Regions from separate parts of the Urocitellus parryii genome. Here region 2 is linked to region 1. A link is a contact called in public Hi-C data. All regions are on one chromosome and are shown on one strand. The core of a region is the stretch at or near the end of the contact, and the rest is flanking DNA. Distances in the headings are between cores, read along the strand shown. Region 1 holds the start of Mmadhc (metabolism of cobalamin associated D). Region 2 holds the start of Rnd3 (Rho family GTPase 3).

What was found. A called contact is a pair of places that touch in the nucleus more often than the background predicts.
Region 2: a Hi-C map of muscle shows a contact between it and region 1, with 4 times the contacts expected there. The contact joins the promoter of Rnd3 here to the promoter of Mmadhc in region 1. A contact is called at or near these places in 2 of 2 Hi-C or Micro-C datasets (liver and muscle).

The regions. Positions count from the first base shown.
Region 1 is chr1:204,812,170-204,816,885 of mUroPar1.hap1, reverse strand. Mmadhc (metabolism of cobalamin associated D) reads left to right here and starts at 2,508. Exons shown (of 10, transcript XM_026388595.2): 1 at 2,508-2,596; 2 at 3,035-3,091. The coding sequence starts at 3,083.
Region 2 is chr1:205,594,338-205,599,053 of mUroPar1.hap1, reverse strand. It overlaps Rnd3 (Rho family GTPase 3), which reads left to right and starts at 2,527. Exons shown (of 5, transcript XM_026389294.2): 1 at 2,527-2,892; 2 at 3,390-3,477. The coding sequence starts at 2,743.

The DNA.
Region 1 (4,716 bases), core at 1,259-3,758:
AAGAAGAGAAGGCTAAATGAAAGAAATCAGTCTGAAAATGATACTTATTATATAATGCCATTTCTATGACATTCTAGAAAAGTTGAAATCATAGAGATGGTAAACAGATCAGTGGTTGTTAGGCATTTGAAGAGGTAAGAGGGTTTAGTACATGAAGCACAAAGGACCTTTTTTTTCAGGGTGGAAAAACCATTCCATAAGTATATGGAATGAAGTATACACGACAATATGTCATTTACATATGAATAATGTTATGTACATATACACACAACACGATATATGCATTTGTCAAAACTCCTAGAATTTTACAGCACAAAGAGAACTTTAATAGTTGAAGATTTTTAAAGAAATCATAGGAGCTCAAAGAATCCTAGGATAGAATGCAGACTAATATAAAGCAAGACTTTATATTACAAACGTATAAAATAACTTCATTGAAAAAGGTGGGATTGCTGACTTGAATAAATATGGAAATGAGTGGAGTCTGTTAAGACAAAAGGCAAAAGAACTATACATAAGTATTGGACTCTAGCCGTTAAATCTGTTTCCCATAGGCATACCTGGTAACAATTCTGAACCCACTATACGTGTACATGGAGAGTTAACAGTTCTGAACCCACTACACATGTACACAGGAATTGAACAATTAATTAAATAGATGACAGATAATGAGAGCCAAGTTTCTCACACTAGAGTGCAAGGTTACAGATGAGCAGAGGGAGGAGACAAGCATGATCCATGTGGTGCTGGATTAAAGCTGGAGACATCAGCATGAACTCTTATTTAGCTGACAAAGAAACAGATGGATACATATATAAATTATTTATAGATACCTGCATTTACTCAGGTTAATTTACATACATATATCTCCTTGCTCTGCAACTGAAAAGGCCTAGAAGCAACAATATTCAAAATGTCCAACTCTTGATTTCTAATGTCATTTTCCATTAAAGGGCCCATGGCTCCTTGGGAAAGTGGATGATTCTAGGATTAGATCAGGGGAACATACTAGATGATCCTGGAGCATCTTGTAGTGCCAGAAACTAATGGAAAACAAGGATATGTCAAAAAGGCAGAGGTGTCAACTAAAAGAAATTCCAATGATCAAAACAGGAAAAACAACAAAATACTATTGGATCACAACCCCAAATGTAAAACATCCACAACTACATTCTAATATGAATGGCTGAATACACAAACAAATGGGGCAGAACAGAAGATCTCCCATGCAGAAGAACTGCAAATAATTTATGAAGATAGTTTACTATTAAAGAGATGAAGCACAACTTCTCACTCCTACAATTTGAGCTGCACATAGTGACATCCTTCCAAAGGAAAAGAATAACTTCACAGTTGAAAAATCTGGCAAACACTACCTTAGCAAGGTGATAAAGGTTAACATCAATAGTGATAAATCATGTGTACTCTTAATGTGATGTGTTAAGGAGGGTACTTTACCTCTTTATCCCCCAAGTCCTATAACTCCAATCAATACATAAGAAAAAACATCAGGCAAACTCCAACTGTGGGATATTCAACAAAATGTCTTATGGAGAATGAAGGGAAGGGAGGGAGGATGAGAAAAGGAAAGACAGTGGATATAACTTTCCTATGAACATATACCACAGTGAATCTCACAATCGGGTACACCCATATGAAATTAATTTTAAAAAATAACTATGGGTAAATGGCAGAAAGATCAATCAAGGGAAAGGAGCAGGGGGTGGGGAGTAGAAAGGAAAGGGAGAGGTGCTGGATTAAGAATTAGAACAAGATATTTTCCATGCTTGTACAAGTATGTCAAAATGGATTCTACTATCATGTATTATTAAAAAAAAAAGTGCTTTGTTAGTATGCCTCAAAACTATCAAGGTTACAAAAGCAAACCAACTCTGTGAAACTGTCACTGCCTGGAAGAGTCTGAGGAGATACGGTGACTAAATGTAATGTGGTACTCAGAATTCTGATACAGAAACAGACAATAAGTCAAAAATTAAGAAATATGAATAAAATTTGTGCTTTAACTACAATTTTTAAAAATGCATTAATTTTAAAATTAATTAGGATATGCTATTTATAAATAAATCATTGGATACGTATTTACCGAGCCTGTAGTGAAAGTGGCACTGTAGTAGAAGTGGGGACATAAAAAGAAAAAGTGCCCTGTGCTCAAAAGAAAAATATTCGTGAAAAATACATAATCATACAAAGAACAGAAGACTGTATATTCTGGAGTCAGTAAGAAAAGCTCAGAGTGAGAGGAATCTATCAAATAAAACAAAAATCAATGAACGAAGGAAAAACTCCCGCCTAACACTGCCTGCAGCCCTCCTAGCTAACTCCCAGCTGACACCTCCTCGCTTTGGTCCACCCTTGTTGTCAGCCCAGGCTCAGCCAATCGAAGGTCGGCTCTGGCAGGCCTACGTGACACGCGTGCGCATCATCGGTTCGACGATCCTTTACATCGATGCACTCGGAAGCAACTTCGTTGGCCTGGTAGTGACCAAAGTAGCTGCTACCCCCATCGCCTTCGCCGCAGCCATTTTGACGGTGCGAAGAGTCAGAGTCTGGGACGGCTGGAGGCGGGTGGTGATTGGTACGGATGGTTTCCGCCCGCCTTAGCCCCTCCAAACTCGCCAATCTTTGGCCCAGAGTTCTCGGTATTGCCCTGATTACGGAGATCCCCTGTCGTCCTATCACCGCCCCTTCCTCTTCTGCGCAGCCCGAGCCTCCTTTCGGAGGTGTTGCCAAACAGCCCTGATCTGTGTTAAAACATCAGCGTGGACCCCGGCGCTCTGAAGGCCGGCCGTCCCACCCCCTCGGGTCGGGTGGGTTTTCCCCCGGGACACGTGTGCCCGTGGATGCTCGGAGCCGCGACCTCCTGGGGTCGGCCGGGGGGAGTCTGGCCTCGGGGGTGAGGGGCAGCTCGGAGGTCATCCTGCCGAGGGGGAGGGACACAGCACGCAATAGTGGACGTTCCGGAGTGGTCCCTCAGAGTTCTGTCACTAGCCTGTTTTGTTTTGTCCTTTCCCAGGAATACTTTGCGAAGGAGAAGATTTTGTGTCTGTCTTCTCCACTGGAAATGGCCAATGTGAGTAGTCTTAAAAGTCAGTTGAACTTGTTAGGAATCAGACGGATTTCATTATGGGGCTTTGACGTCATGATGTTAGTGTATCAAAAATGTCAGGAGAAGCAAGGGCTATGAAATTATGTTGTAATCCTTTTAAGGTAGTTTGAACACAGATATTCTTTTAATATGCATGTACTTATCTCTCCAATTTTATTTTTCTAGACAGAAAGTTTTAAAACCCAATATTTTTAAAGACGTTATTCCAGTATTTAGAATCTATATAAAGCCCCTTTTTATTTCTCGTTAGCAAAACTGAAGGGTTTGTAGCCGTTGCAATATAGGAAGTGGCCCTCCAGATTCTACAAAATGAAATCAAAAGGTATTCATTGACATCAGCATTGACTCTTAAGTACCCTGTGATTAATTATACACATCCAAGGATGAGAGTGTATTTCAGTGAGGGAGTGCTTGCCTAGACTGTGCAAAAAAGAAAGAAAAAATTATACACATCTTACTTTACCTTAGAGAATTCATATAATATGGACATAAGACATGAAAACAGCTACAATAAAAGTAGCATATAATCTTTTTTTAAAACTTTGAAAAGGTACAATGCACATTCAGAGTTTTGTGCAGAAGGAAAAGTAGGGTTGGAGACTACTGTGAAAAGCATTTGAGACTTGAAAACTGAATGAAATCTGATAATTAAGATATGGGTGGGAAGAACAGAAGTTGTTCAAAGAACACTACTCATTGCTCCTTTCAAAAATTAAATTATTTCCACCTGATGATCACTAGAAGGTAAGGTTGAATTCTGAGGTTGGGACCAAATAATAGGGAACCCTGAATGAAGCCATATTCTATAAACTGTGGTGACTTAATCAGACCTGAATGTTAGAAAGATGAATGGGCAACAGCAGAGATATTATTCTTGCAATTAGTAAGTGCAAATGTGTGGCTTACACAGTCAAATCACAAGAGTAGTCTAACAATTTGGCCTTAATTTTAACATGAATTTTTGCCTACCCATAATCTGTACAGAAAGGAACGTTGTAAAAGGTGTATATGGTACTTTGAAAAGAGGGAAATTAAGTATAATATTAATATCTGACCTTTATTTTGGCTACATGAATATAAATTAGTTCAGTAGGGCAAATAGTTTAGAAGATGCTTTTACAAGTTATTTTTTAGAATGAAATTTATACTAAAAAATGTTAGTATTTAAATTGCTTAAAATTTTTGTATTTATATGCATTATAAACTCTGAATGGATGTTAGTAATGAAATATGCATGTCTTTGACAGTTTAGTTAACATTCCAATTGAGAGTCATATCAATGCTTCAGAGTCTAGCAAACTGAATTTATAACTCTTTAAAATATACCTTTTGTGATGTTATGCTTTTTATCTAAAAAATTACAGACTTTTATTAAAATTTTATATATGGTAGAATACTTGTTGAAGAAGTACATACCTGCTTTTCATAAAAACACAGAAAATACAGCAGTCCTGAATTCACGTAGCCCAATGGCATTAGTTAGCAACAAATTACTATAGCTACCAGAAGGCTGTTTCTTTATATCAGAAAGGCATATTTCAAGTTTGTCTAGATTCTGAAGCATGGACGTTTATGACTCTTAATATGTA
Region 2 (4,716 bases), core at 1,278-3,777, 780 kb before region 1:
AAATATAAGTGCAGAGCTCTTTATTGTGCCAGAAACTGTTATGCAAGCCTCATTTGCATTTCCTCATAAATACTATTATAACTCCTATTTTCAAGATGATGAAATAGAGGCTTCCAGAAGTTAAATAATTCACCCAATGTCACATAACCAGAATATGTGAATCTCAAGATCCAACTATACTTCCTTGTGATCGCCTACCCCTATCTTTATGCCCACTACTTCTCAAATGAACATGTAAATAACTTGATAAAAGTTTCCTGTGCTTAAGTAGGTTTGGGAAGTGCTAGTTCTGAAACTATGTTCACTGGCCACTTTTAAAAAAAATATTCTAATTTGTTATATATGATAGAAGAATGTATTACAATTCATAATACACATACAGAGCACAATTTTTTATATCTCTGATTGTATACAAAGTATATTCACACCATTCGTGTCTTCATACATGTACTTAGGGTAATGATGTCCATCTCATTCCACCATCATTTTTATCCCCTGGCCCCCACTCCACCTCTCCTTCCCCTTTGCCCTATCTAGAGTTCATCTAAACTTTGCATGCTCCCCCTCCCAACCCCACTGTGTATCAGCCTCCTTATATCAGAGAAAACATTCGGCATTTGGTCTTTTGGGATTTGCTAACTTCATTCATTTAGCATTATATTCTCCAACTCCATCCATTTACCTGCAAATGCCATAATTTTATTATCTTCTATTGCTGAGTAATATTCCATTTGTATATATATATATATATATATATATATACACATATGTATGTGTGTGTGTATATATATATATCTCACATTTTCTTTATCCATTCATCTACTGAAGGGCATCTAGGTTGGTTCCACAGTTTAGCTATTGTGAATTTTGCTGCAATAAACATTGATGTGGCTGTGTCCCTGTAGTATGCTGTTTTTAAGTCCTTTGGGTATAGACCGAGGAGTGGGATATCTAGGTCAAAAGGTGGTTACATTCTCACTGGGCCACTTTTCTATAGGACTTTTTCATGACCCTAATGAATCTAAGTGCCTGTAAGTCTTCATGGGAAATATGGGCCGTTTTTCCTCACAAACTGCCTAGGGGACCATTTGTGTGAGGAGAGGGCTAAAGCTCTTCAAAGCAACTCCAGCAAATGATGCTCTAGAAAACCCCAGAAGCGCCAGCAACTTCCTTCTCTGTGGGTCTACACCTGTGTAAAACAAACCCATCAATCCAGTTAAAGTCAGGACTGTCCTTTCAGGGGAGACTCCAATGTTCTCAGCTCTGAATGGAAGGGAGAGACCATTCCAGGATGCCCTACACTTCTTGGTCCTAGATGTTCCTATTTACATCAAGGTTTTAACTACCCTTCATTGTGTCTTTCCACTACCCACACTGAACATTTTTTTTTCCACCTTACCTTCTCATTTAGAAGCCCAGAAATTTCCATAGGAGGATCTATAAATTAGTTTGGGCCAATATCCTTATTACAATTTAATAACTGAAACCTCCTGACCATGTGGGATACAAGAGATGAAGATGAGTTTTCACAGAGAGGAAAAAAAAGATAACAAAATCTGTGGGCTATTTTGGTCCTTCTGAGGCTCTTGCTGGGAGGAAGAGTTTGGAAGACTAGAGGTATGGATGTGGAGGAGAGGTGGAGAGGGCTGGAGAGTTGAACTTGAGTTTTTCATCTAAGGGTATGTGGGTCTTCTGAATCCATCTGAGAGTGCTTTGATTCCAAGGCAGATGGTGGCTACAGATGAAGGAATGAAAGGCAGAGAGGTCCAAGGGCAGGGGTGGGCAGAAGACTGACACTGTGTATTTGGTCCCTAGTGCAGTAAGGCTGCTTCCAGTGGCCTCAGTTATAAGCATCTTCTGCCTCTCTTTCTTCTCTCCTCCCACTCCCTCTTCCCACTCCTGCAAACCTTTCTGCTTTCTCTTGAATGACTGAAATTGCCAGGTTTCAGAAGCTAGCCTGTTACTGTGACCCAGCAAACCAATTCTTGCATCTGAAACAGCTTGGCTTAGCTATTGTTCCATGGCCTACGTACCTGACACTGACCTTTTAATTTTCTTTGTAATACAACCATTTAACCCTTTGGCACCCAAAATTTGCTTCCTATGTTTTGTAACTATGCCTTGACTTTAATGGGAAATACTTATGTTCTCACAAAAAAAAGTTCATGAGGCTTCTGGAGAAGATCACTTATGAAAACATCTTTAAAGGAATTCTAGTACAAATTGATGTGCACAGATATCCATTTTCTGCCTCCTTCTGTACTTGTTCAGTTCCATCCATCAGAAAATCCTACTTGGGGTCTTCTAGTTGTCCCAGAGCTTCGCTCTGAAATCCATTCTGTACAGCCACCCTAGAGGGCGCGCTGCTTACATTTTCCGCAAGCAACGCTACAGCGCTCGCTCCCAGGCTCCATAAAAGGGGAGGAGGCGGATCAGTTTCCTTCTCTCATTGAGAAAGAAGAGGATTGGAAGGCTGGGCGTATAAAGCCGCGCAGAGAGCGTGAAACAAAGCAGTCAGATCGGAATTGGACTTGGGAGGCGCGGTGTGGAGTCAGGCATAAAACTTGTTGGAGGGGAGTAACGAGCCGGCTCTTCTCGTTCTCCTCCTCGTCCGCGTTGCGCTTCAGGGGTTCCCACCAGCCTTGCGATTTATTTTTATATATGCTTTTTATATAGAGAGAAATATATATTTTTTCTTCTTAAGAGAAAATTCCTGTTCCAAGAGAAAATAAGGCAACATCAATGAAGGAGAGAAGAGCCAGCCAGAAACTATCCAGTAAATCTATCATGGATCCTAACCAGAACGTGAAATGCAAGATAGTAGTGGTGGGAGACAGTCAGTGTGGGAAAACTGCGCTGCTGCACGTCTTCGCCAAGGACTGCTTCCCCGAGGTGAGTGAGGCAAGCCTCGGCTTTTAGGGAGGAAACCCTTGAGATACCCCTTCTCGAGGTTCTTCCCCCTGCTTCTCACCCTTTCCCACTTTCCCCACTGCTCGGAATGGGAACGTGCACTGGAAGCGTTTCAGGGGTTGGGACGCGCCTGCACATGGGGTTATTTAGCTCCTGAAACTTGTTCATTTCTGTGTGCAGAGCCCGAGGTAGGAAGATTTGGGTCAGCTTGTCTCCGAGAGCCGATGGGGCCGACAGGGTTTCGGACAGAGTCCACGTGTTTAGTGTGTAGTCTGATGTGTGTGTGTGTTTTTTTTTTTCGTGTGTGTGCGTGTGTGTGTGTGTGTGTGTGTGTGTGTGTGTGCGTGCGCGCTGCGTGTTTCCTTTTTTCCATTGGGAACTAGGGGAGGAGATATTTTCAGTGTTCGATGGTGTGGAGTATTTTAAAAATAACCTCTTTGCCCCCTTTCCTTCCTCTTCTGTCCATTTTGTTTGTCCAGAATTACGTCCCTACAGTGTTTGAGAATTATACGGCCAGTTTTGAAATCGACACACAAAGAATAGAGTTGAGCCTTTGGGACACTTCGGGTAAGAGTCATCGGACCGCGTGGCGCTTGGGGCGGGTTTCTAGTCGCTGCGGGGTGCGCGGCGGGCTCGTTCCACCAGCTCTCTGCGCCCTTCCATTAATTTTGCCCCTGTGAGGGATTCTCACGGCCCCTGCTGGGTGAAAATTTTATCCTTTCTGCGTGGGGGCGGGGTACAATATGGGGAGAGGGGTGGCAGTAGGGAATGGAGAGCGCTGTGTGCCCTCAGGGTGACCCCGAGGTTGGAGTCGCCCCTGGCTGGGTGGCCCGGCATGGTCGGTTCTTGCGGCCTTGCCCGAGTGGTCTCCGGGCTGCCAAGGTGGCTCGGTGCAGGGGGAGTGCGCGCGCCCCTGTGGAACCACTAGTACTAGGCGGGTGCCCCTACTGAATGTGACCTGATGTTTGGCTAGGAGGCGGAAAGCTCTGGCGGTGGGGTGGGGTGGAGTGAGGGGGAGGTGGAAGAAAATCCCCGGAGCGATGCGGTTACAAGCTGATTCCGCGCTTGGGGCAGAGTAACGTGCAAAACGGCTGCCGGCGCCCATGACGCCTACTGCCAGGAATGCGCTGGCGGCTAGGGCAGCGCGGGAGCCCGGGGGTAGACTGGCCTCTTGGAAGCGCCGCGGGCCCTTTTCTTAGCGCCCACTGGCACGCAATCTCCTCCTAGCCCTCCCAGTGATCACGCAGCTCACCTCTACCACGCCAGTCCCTCGCTACCCCTATTGCATCACCTTCCATTTGCCAGCCGAGCTGCAGCTAGCACTGTTCCCCTTTGACCTTCCTGTCTACTTGAATTATTGGCTTCGTGGTGGGTTATTTTCAAAGGTCTGGGGTTCAAGATCGGGTTATTGCCTTCCCCTGTGCCCATCCACCTACCTGTCTCGTGGTGGCAGAAAGGGTCAAATACCCGCCAGTGGGAAGGCTTCCAGCCCTCTACCTTAGGGGTTTGCACCGGGTCAAGGTCGGTGGGGGCTGGGGCACCACCTGAGTATCTGGGACTAGGATCCTCTACCCCTGGTCAGCAGTGCTCCGCTGTGAGGGATTGCTGTTTGCTGAAAGGGTGTCTTTAGGGGAGCAAAGCCACCAGGCAAGGCAAGGGAAAGGCCTCTGCGCATAGGGAACTGATCTGCTGGTGGACTGATCTGCCAAATCCTACTCGAAACTAGCAAGGAGGAGCGCACAAGTGCCAACAAGCAGGTTTTGCCAGCAGGTTTTGCCGTCTGGCGGGGAGGCTCTGAGGTGGAGC